Linked DNA regions of Mus musculus: region 2 is linked to region 1. The links are chromatin contacts, called in public Hi-C maps. All regions are on one chromosome and are shown on one strand. Each heading gives the region's core, a stretch centred on a gene start, on an enhancer-like site or on the middle of the called end of the contact. The rest is flanking DNA. Distances are from core to core; before and after follow the strand shown.

Region 1 (4,556 bases), core at 855-3,354:
TATTCATGGATCCAAGGGGAAACCTGCTAGGTGAGTGTTATGTAGGGATTCTCTAGTCCAGTTTGCGGCATCTTGAATCTCTAATGATTTCAAAGGAATAGGCCAAAAGATACTGAAGAACAAACTTACAACCTCCAACCTCACCACAGGATGCCTGGCCTGTGAGCAGCAAAGTGTCTGCATGTGTATGTATTGCTGCCTTAAAGGCACCAATGTGTCTGCACATGTATATATGGTTGTTTTAAAGTCAGCAATATATATACATGCAGCCACCTTACAGGCAGAGTTCTTTCTTTTAGTGATTTCAAGGAAATCACAGAATTCTCCTGATTTATTGCACTACAATCATCACCTTCCTCCAGTTTTATATTTTAAGACTCCCCCTCCTTTCTTCCAACTCTTTCTTCTTTCATAAAGCTTTTTATTCCTCTCATTTCTCTGCTTGGCGAGTGGACTCCTTACATAAATGCTGCAAGTTCAAACTCTAAATCAAAAGATCAGGCTTTATGTTTTTGGCACAGAGGGCCCCGCCGCACAATGGCTCTCCCATTTGATTTGGCCCAAATATTATTTCAGGACCCAAGCTCCTCTTAGCCATCTAGAGCCACTGGACTGGACATGTTTGTTTACTTATTCATTTATTGCATGTGTGAATGTGCATGCATGGACACATGCCACGATACATATATGGAGGTTTGAGGACAGCCTGTGGGAGACAGCTGCCTATCCCACCATGTAGGACCCAGGGACTAAATTCAGATTATCAAGTTTGACAGCAACTGGCTTTATCCACTGAGCCTTCTCAATAGCCCTGGGCTGGGATTTTTGATGAAAGAGGCTTAAAGCTACAACACTTCCATCAACAGAGTATGGTAAGGTGGGATTTGGAGAAAATGAGGCTGCTTCCCCATATCACTTCCTCACACCTCGTGCTTTTTCTTTGCAACCATGGATCCCCTACACAGGGTCTCAGCCAGGGTGTGCTTTAGGAGAGCCCCAGTAGTTTGTGGGGCAGAAGCACCCCAAGAACTCTTGGGGTTTCCAATGGACATGGAAGATGGACTTATTTGAAAGCATACAGTCCCTTCCTTTGAACAAAATTCTTCCTTAAGCTCTGAGTAGCAGGAGCATCAGAGGCACAGGGATGGTTACAGGGGTTTGGATGTCTGTGAAGAACAGTTATTGAGCTTGCACAGGCAAACCTCCTTGACTCTTAGAAGAGGTCTGGAAACTTTTTGGAGAGGTTCCTGAGAACCCACATCTGGTCTCAGCCACTCCACTGAGTGGGAAGCCTCTCTCCAGCAGGAGGAGCTCAGTTCCACCAGAGTAGCTCTTGCCCCTTCCCCCACAAGCACTGCTCTTGGACTCCTCCCTGCTGTGGTCTTTAAGGCCACCATGGTGATGCTGGGCCAGATAGTCTGTTCTGTCTGCCTTCAAGGTTGGGCAGATAAGCTTCAAGGCTGTTTATGGCTAGCATCAGAACTAGAAGCAGCCCCACTCCATAATGAGGGGGACCCATGCCTGGTGGAAAACTTTCTAGGCTGGTTTCTCAGCACATTCTGAGCTTTTCTTCAGGGCTATTATAATTGTCCTCTGGAGGAAACACAGCTTCATTAATGTGACTAAAATGTGAAAAGTTTTCAAGGTGTCAGAAATTAGATTTCGAAATACATCAAAATACCACCCATCTATTCGGGATGCGTGTGTGCACCACAATCTCCTCATTTCCTGTAAATTTTGTTTTGAGATATTTCTATTTGGCTTAAAAGGTTCTAATTCTGCTATCTGTCATCACACGTGTGAATTACAAGTGCCTGGAGCAGATCTGTAAATGCTGCTAGATTTCTAGCAATCACACTCTGCTTTACATTCCAGAGTCAGGAATCAAAAGAATTCGAAATACGCTAAAAGAAAAAAAAAAAAAAAAAGAAAGAAAGAAAAGAAAGAAAAAAATTCATCAAGACCAGGCTTACTGGATGAGAGAGTTAAAATTAGGAAAAAGATATGATTAGGTTTCTAAAAATTTTCTCAGCTTGAATCCTTTCCTCCCATTTTGCTACTGTAAATGTTCTCTGCCTGTCAGAGCAGCTTCCAGCCTAGAGCTGGCAAGGGATATGCCAAGGAAACATGTGGAGAGCTGGGCTCAAGGCCACGGCAGTGATACCAGCCAACGCTAAAGGTTCAAGAGGCACCAGCTTTCAAAGTGGCTGCTGGTTGAAGCAAGGGATTATAAAATAGATATTTGGGATAAGGGGCTATCTCCAGGAAGCACCGTGGCAGCAGGCTGAGCTCTTCTGAGGGCTGCTGGCTTGAATCTCAGGAGCAAAGGTGACTAGCATGGCAGAACGGTGAGGCTGAGGTCAATGGGGAGTCTCCTCCTGCTAACTCTGTCCAGACATTTTATATCTGCTATCGAAGAAAACCTGCACAAGCTCTTCCAAGGTAGACTGACCTATGCTACAGTAGAGGATACAGAACCATGAGGTAGACTGTTTACCATGAGGTAGACTGAGGTAGAGACACTAACTACCTGTAGAGCAGCATAGAACATGGAGCCACAAGGTAAGAAGAAAGACTACTCTAAAGGCATCACTGCAGAATGGAAACAGATATTTATGGTGAACACACAGGCAACCAGAGAGAAAGCCTAGATTCCTTGGTAGAAGGAAAGTGCTGGAGGCCAGAGCCTGTAAGGTGGGGTCATAAGGAGGATGAGAACACAGCTTTCCAACCTCTCCACCCCAGAACAAGCAGCTGTGTTCTGAACAGGCCACTGCAGAGCCAATCCTCAGGCTCAGGGTAGGGTATGAGAGTGTGGGTCTTATGAAAGAAGCCAAGAAAAGCTTGGAAAATGCTTGAGAACCAGGTCTATCTTAAGCAATGGGGTTGGCCCACTGTGCATCCTGACTGCCCTGGAGCAGCCGGAGGCCACACTGCAATAAGGGATGAGGTATTCAGCAACCAAACGCATGAATCACACCGTGGCCTCCCGTGTGAAGTGGGGTCTTATGCACCTGCTGCCTGTTCCTGAGTGGCTTACACACTCAACTCACGGTGTCTACATTTTCTGAAACTGGGCCATACCAATGAGTGCTGCCTGAATGTGGGTTGCTCTCAATGGCTGGATGCCACCATTTCTCCCCAAAGAAGAAACTGAACTGGAAATAGCCCCCAGCACATAAACTTGTCCTCAGCTAGAGGCAGGCAGTAACATCTAAGTGCCCACTGTCCAGTCTCCACACCACACTGTTCTCTCTGACATGGCCACTGTCCCTCATTTAGATATAGGAGATCTGAAGCCCCAAGACATTTGGCTTCTTCCTTCCTTCCACTTCACTGGCTGTTAAAGAAACAGTAAATAATCAGAGTGTCTTCAGCTGTCACCTGCTCTGCTCATCCAGCATAGCCTCAAGAACACACAGAGAAGAGTGACATTTGTCAGGCTCTTAGAATGTCCTTTGAGAAGTTTCTATCAGTTATAGACTCTCTCACTCTGCTGTCAATAACTAAGGCGCCCCCAGGCACTCAAGCCCTCTTAAGAGCTTCCAGGAAGTCCAGGTCTCTGAGAACAGCCACCAATTAAACAGCTACTGGCTCCAGAAGCCAAAGACCTGGTTGCAGAATCAGAGCCTCTGCAAAGCAGCTTTGAGTCTCTAAGTGGTTCCGTAAGGACAAGCCAATGTATATAGCGGGGAACACTTACAAACAAGCACTCCTTAATACTTAATTAACTTTAATGGCAAGTGCTGTGAAATCTGAATTTCAGACACAAGAGCATAGATTGGCTTTGGTCCACGCTGACTTGTGAGTGGCTACATGCAGCTCCCAGGAGGAACCTCAGTCACTGTTACATGTGCACTTCATTACACTGTCAGTTGGCCAAGAGAGCAGCCACCAGCAGGCACAGAGAAGACATAGTGTCTGGTTGCAGCGAGGCAATGGCTGGACACCAAAGAGTCTGACAGCATCAAGTCACTTCAAGGACAGATTCATAGCTCTGCACCTTTGTTTAAACACACATGTCTAAGTAACAAAGACACCAAATTCCCAAGGAAAGAGTGATTTCCAGGAACTAACTCATTTTCAATAATTTAAGTCCTATACATCATCATCTTTCCTGGAGTTTCCTGTTTGGTTTGTGATAGATTTTTCTTGGGGAGATACAAAACTATGATTTCAAAGGCATAACATAAGTAGTCACATTTGCCTACACCATTAGTCAGCATCTATAAACACTGGGAGGACCGATCTCCTACCAGCTGAGCCAACAAGACGCTACGTGGATTAGCCACACAATGAGCCAAACCTATGCTCTTGAATTTCACCAGCCAGCCAGCACTGAGACACCTGGTGGGCGTGAGGGCATCCATCTCTTATAAGGATACTCCTCAACCTACTCACCGGCCTGATTCCACTTTGAAGGATTGTCAGTCCAGTTGCCTTCTCCAGCTGGTCTTTGTTGTCAGCTGTGAGAAGAAAAAGAAAAATCAAAAGAACGTCAGCATAGAGAAGGGTGGGATATCGGAGAGTGTTCTCTACTGATGAATTCTCTCAAA
Region 2 (4,556 bases), core at 1,277-3,776, 230 kb before region 1:
CATCTTTCTGTATGAAATGTTTGCCAAAGAGCTTTTTATAGCACCCTGCAAGCATAGCCATGAAAGAAAACATCTAGCTAAAATTGTCTGTATCATTCTGAGGGGATTTTGGTGTAACAAAAGGAAAATATTATGTTCATGAGAGCAAATACAGGATGGGCGATAAGAGAAAAAGTACGTGAGTCCTGTTGATTGCTACCCCCCGCACCAGGCATCAGCGACTGCACGTTCGCAAAGAGAAAAGATGTTTCCAAGGAGCCAGAGCAGCATTCATAGATAAGGAGAAAGAAGTTTGTAAGAAAAATGCTAAGGTTGTGTTAAGACGCTCTGCCAAACAACATCCCTAAAAGCTGTGAGCAAGCAACAGGGCCTTTGCTTTGTGCTTGGCTTTTGTCTTTGCATATTCCTGCAAGTAGCTTAGCGGGGGGGGGGGGGGGGGGGGGGGGGGCTCAGAGAGCAGCAGGGGAAGCCAGAGCCTGGGGGGTGGGGGGTGGGGAGTGGCTCAAGTGACTCCAGGGCAGCTTAGCAGGCTCAAGGGTTCACAGATGAGCAAGACTGTAACTGAGTTACTCAGATCTGTGCTTCGTAGACCTATAGAATGAATCAGTCAGGAGGGACAAGGTGAAGGCAGGCGGGCAGGAGCTGGGCCTTCCCAGCATCTCTGCCTGGGGTTCTCAGGGTGCAGGTCCCCAGGAGTGATGGAGCCTGCTCCTTTAACTTTATCCCTGGCTTCCTTTCCCTCAATGGTCTGAATTCCACAAGACAACTGCTTAGTCATTATAGATATAGAAAGTCTTATTGTGGGCCAAGTATCGGGTTGGAATGTTCAAAACCCAGCCCAGGAATGCCTGAAGTCCTCTTGAGGGACAGGTTCTAGTCTAGTCCTAGGACCCATATCCTAGGCCTGCAACCCATTTTGAGTCTTAAGGAGGGTGTTAAGAGGACTTGTGAGGGGTCAGGGTGTGGCTCAGAAGCACAGGGCTTACTTAGCCTGTGTGAGGCTGGGACACACACACACACACACACACACACACACACACACACACACACACTAGTGTATTAGAACCTGTTCTTAGGTGCCACCCCTCTAAACCAAGTCTGCATACTGGTGGTATTAGAACCTGTTGTGCCAAGAAGTCTGAATCACACCTTGCAAAACCAGTAAACAGCTGCAAGGATGTGCTGACCTACAACAGGGTTTGAAGGTTCAAGGCTGCCCTCTGGCCTCCTCACACTGCATCAAGCTGCCAGGGGCAGACCCTTATCGCAGACACACTATGGGTGCTGGTTCCACCTAAAATAAAGAACGAATCTCAAAAATAAGCACACTTGCCACAGACAGCCTCAACACCACTTGACTCAGGAAAGGGACAGCAATAGGCTAATTCTCTCCAAGGCCTCCTGTGGAGAGTGCTCCCCATGTTGCTATAGCAACACCATCCCTCTCTCACCTTTGGCCATCTTATTGAGAACCATGTCAATCAGGACGTAGGTTCCACTCCTGCCGGCGCCGTCACTGTCAACAGAAGGAGAGAGAGTGAAAGGCTGCCTACCCTTGTGTGAACAGGCTCAGCAAAGCCAGCAGCCAAGTCCTTCCTCATTCTCAAGTGGGGCTGGGAGAGGAAGGGAGACAGCATGTTAGAGGGAGAGAGGGCAAAGAACACACACAGTCAGGAAGAAGGGGGGCCAGGAACGGTTCTCTCAGAATGCTGTTTCTCCTCGCCCACCCTTTACTCTGAGATGTGGCCCATTTTGTCAGGGGAAAAATATGAAGAGAAGCTTGCTGGTGCCGGAAGTAGATAGCATCTGCCTTCTACCATCCCTGATAGTATCCTGTGACTCCAAGCCAGCAGGTGGCCAGGTGGAGAAGGCTGGGTGGTAGAGCAGGGCGCTCACCCCACTCCTACCAAAACACATGGCTCGCCTTTCCAGACGCCCTCCCTTCTGAGGGAGAAGGGTACCTTTCATTCATCTCAGATTGTGTTCTTCAGAAAGCACCGTCCTCTCATGCTCCCTCCCACCACCAGCTAAAACTGGGATGTTTGCCACTGGGACCAGAGTCTTAAGAGTCACGTCTTGAAAGATCAAGTTGTGGAAATCATGTTTTGAATCGCGTCTTCACGGTTGTAAGTGGAAAGAGAAGGAAAATGCCTTTCTGGGGGGAACAGTGGCCTATAGCATCATCTTCTCTCATGAGATGTAGATCCCATGTAGATGTTACAGCAGTGTCTTGTGAGTTTTCAGCATGCTCTTCCATCACGGGGGTTTGTCTTCATACAACACCTTGCCTCTCCTAAACGGAGGATGCTTCACATGTAGACTTTTGGCAAATCAGCTGCAACTTTAAGGGGAAGCAGCTAAGGAAGACTTAGCGCTGTGGCTCCCAAGGGGTTTGGGAAGGCCCTCAGTCAGTGTTCACAGCTTCCCCCAAATGCTGTGAGCTGGCAGGAGGGATGCTTCACACTATAAGGGACGCTTAACACTGAGGGACGCTTCACACTACTTTCACTTGCACGTGGGCTTTCAGGATCCCGCGTGCTGTGACAAGGAGCTGCTGACATCCTAGAGCCTGACACGGCTCACTTCTGCAAGTGGCACAGATTCAGAATATTTTAAGAAATACGATGCAAATCTTCCAACAATCTGCAGCTTGTCTTAGAACATTTACAGGTGAAAGATGCTTTGCTTTGCTTTGTGAGACACGAAGCCATAGGCTATTTTCACTCCCTGCTCAAAGACAGAAGCATTTGGAGATTTTGCACAGATGTGCACAGGTGTACACACACACACACACACACACACACACACACACACACACACACACACACTGCTTGACCTTTAGGACCAGATCTTCCAGGCAGAAAGGCATGTTCTATGAGACAGTTCTAGAAAAACAGAGTGTAAATTCTTCACCATGAACTGTTGAGTATGGAGTCCGTAGAGACAGAGCTGATAGGCTGAATGTCCTCTGAGCTCTCACTGGTATGACTTTGGCCTTGGCCACTGTGAGCAGAGTGTTGGTGGTGGCTCTGTCTTTATAGACTGTTCCTAATGTATCTCCAGGCATTCTTCATCTTGTGACTGGGATAAAGTCACATGCCTGAACCTGTGGTCCTCAATTTTTTGTAGCATCAAGAGGGTTTAAGAAAAAATAAGGCATGTGTGTGTGTGGTCATTTGGAAGTAGAAGACAGCCCGTGGTACTATTTAGTCCATGTGCAAAGGCAAAAAGATTCACAGCTTCCTCTAGCCAAACAGAATGGCAAATTAAGTTTATATCTGTGGTTTCTCTTAAAGAAACCAGCTAGATACATTCTCCAGTCAGCCAGAGAGCTCAGCCTGCACTGTCATGGTCTCTGTTACGTTTTGAAACGGCAAAATGTAATCCATGTTGAGTTATACTTGCCTGCAATGGACAATGATCGGACAAGAGCGGCCTCGGTAGCATTTGTTCACTTTTCTGAAATAAAGAGAGATAAAAGTTATAGTGACATCATGCTGACTCTGTCATCCAAACTCCAGCAAGCCGCAGCACAGAGTCCGTAAGACACAGAGAATGGGGATTTACATATCTAGCTCAATGATCTGTTTCTCCTTTCAATGGCAACTCAGTCAACGAGCTTTAAAAACACATCTTAGACATCCAGAGTGAGTGTTTTTTCTCCCTTTACCACTGTGAGCTCTAGGCTTTGGGACACAGGTACAGGAGCCAGGCCTGTACCTTCTGGCCTCACCCTCCAGGCTTTCTCTCTTCCCTTCTCATGTAACCTTATGTATGGCTCCAGTGACTGGGCTCCTGTTGGGAAACTCTGAGTTTTGTCCTGTGTGTTCAAAAGTCTTATAGTCTATTTACCACACTGAAATATGACATTATTATATCTAAAAACAACACCCTAAAAATCCTATCTTATCTTCTAGCTTGAGACCAAGTATGTAAATATTGAGGAACATTCTAAGGAACTCAAGATGGTCTTTTCTATTTTTCTAAATTGGGGGTGTTTTTAAAAGTAATTTCACTGTTCAAGTTTGGACCCGTAGTACTATCCATGAGATATGGAAGGTATTGTCCACCAAATCATATCTCAACCAGAGGGCTTGTTTTTCATTCATAGTACAATGTCCAAGCATTACTCTTTAAATTCAGTGAAACTAAAGAAGTTTTCAAAGCACATTAAAGTTCTCAGTAAAATATTCTTATCAAGAAAAGCAAGACCAGGATCTGAGTTTGCTGGAAGGGGGAAAAAAAGTGTGATGAGGGTGAATACTCTAGAATGTGCTGTGTGACCTCCTACCATGAGACTCAAATTAGGGAGAAAAAAATTGACACTACAAAAAAAAAAAAAAGTTTCCCCTTGAACAAGAAATGGGATTATGTCACGTTTCTTTGCCGCCCAAGCCCGGTGACAGTGTGTGGAGAGTGGAAATCAATCAGCTGTGGCTGCAAGCCTCCAAGCAGAGAGGACCAGGGCAGGGGGCAGTAGCCTGTGTCCTATAGCCCATGCACTGAGTAGATAATTTAGTATCAGGCAGCCCAATATCAGAAAGCTTTTCTTTTCT

The links. Hi-C and Micro-C count contacts between places; a contact is called where the count stands out from the background.
Region 2: a Hi-C map of cerebral cortex shows a contact between it and region 1, with 1.8 times the contacts expected there. The contact joins two enhancer-like sites. A contact is called at or near these places in 6 of 39 promoter capture datasets (cranial neural crest, embryonic stem cells, epiblast stem cells and 3 more), 1 of 484 Hi-C or Micro-C datasets (cerebral cortex), 5 of 115 datasets of contacts at active chromatin or transcription factors (all in embryonic stem cells) and 1 of 9 other capture datasets (embryonic stem cells).

What each region holds. Positions count from the first base shown.
Region 1 is chr12:117,022,714-117,027,269 of GRCm38.p6, reverse strand. Ptprn2 (protein tyrosine phosphatase, receptor type, N polypeptide 2) reads right to left here. Exons shown (of 23, transcript NM_011215.2): 12 at 4,402-4,466. Among named protein-coding and RNA genes, the nearest start is that of Gm10421, 130 kb to the left of the region's middle. Within about 2 kb of position 2,104, at least 13 of the 459 cell types and tissues checked have an H3K27ac peak or open chromatin away from gene starts, as enhancers often do. A contact at or near this core is called in cerebral cortex, where this site is marked.
Region 2 is chr12:117,252,506-117,257,061 of GRCm38.p6, reverse strand. It overlaps Ptprn2 (protein tyrosine phosphatase, receptor type, N polypeptide 2), which reads right to left. Exons shown (of 23, transcript NM_011215.2): 20 at 3,406-3,459; 21 at 1,452-1,516. All of the region lies in intron 2 of Gm5441 (predicted gene 5441), which reads left to right. Among named protein-coding and RNA genes, the nearest start is that of Mir153, 4.0 kb to the right of the region's middle. Within about 2 kb of position 2,526, at least 10 of the 459 cell types and tissues checked have an H3K27ac peak or open chromatin away from gene starts, as enhancers often do. A contact at or near this core is called in cerebral cortex, where this site is marked.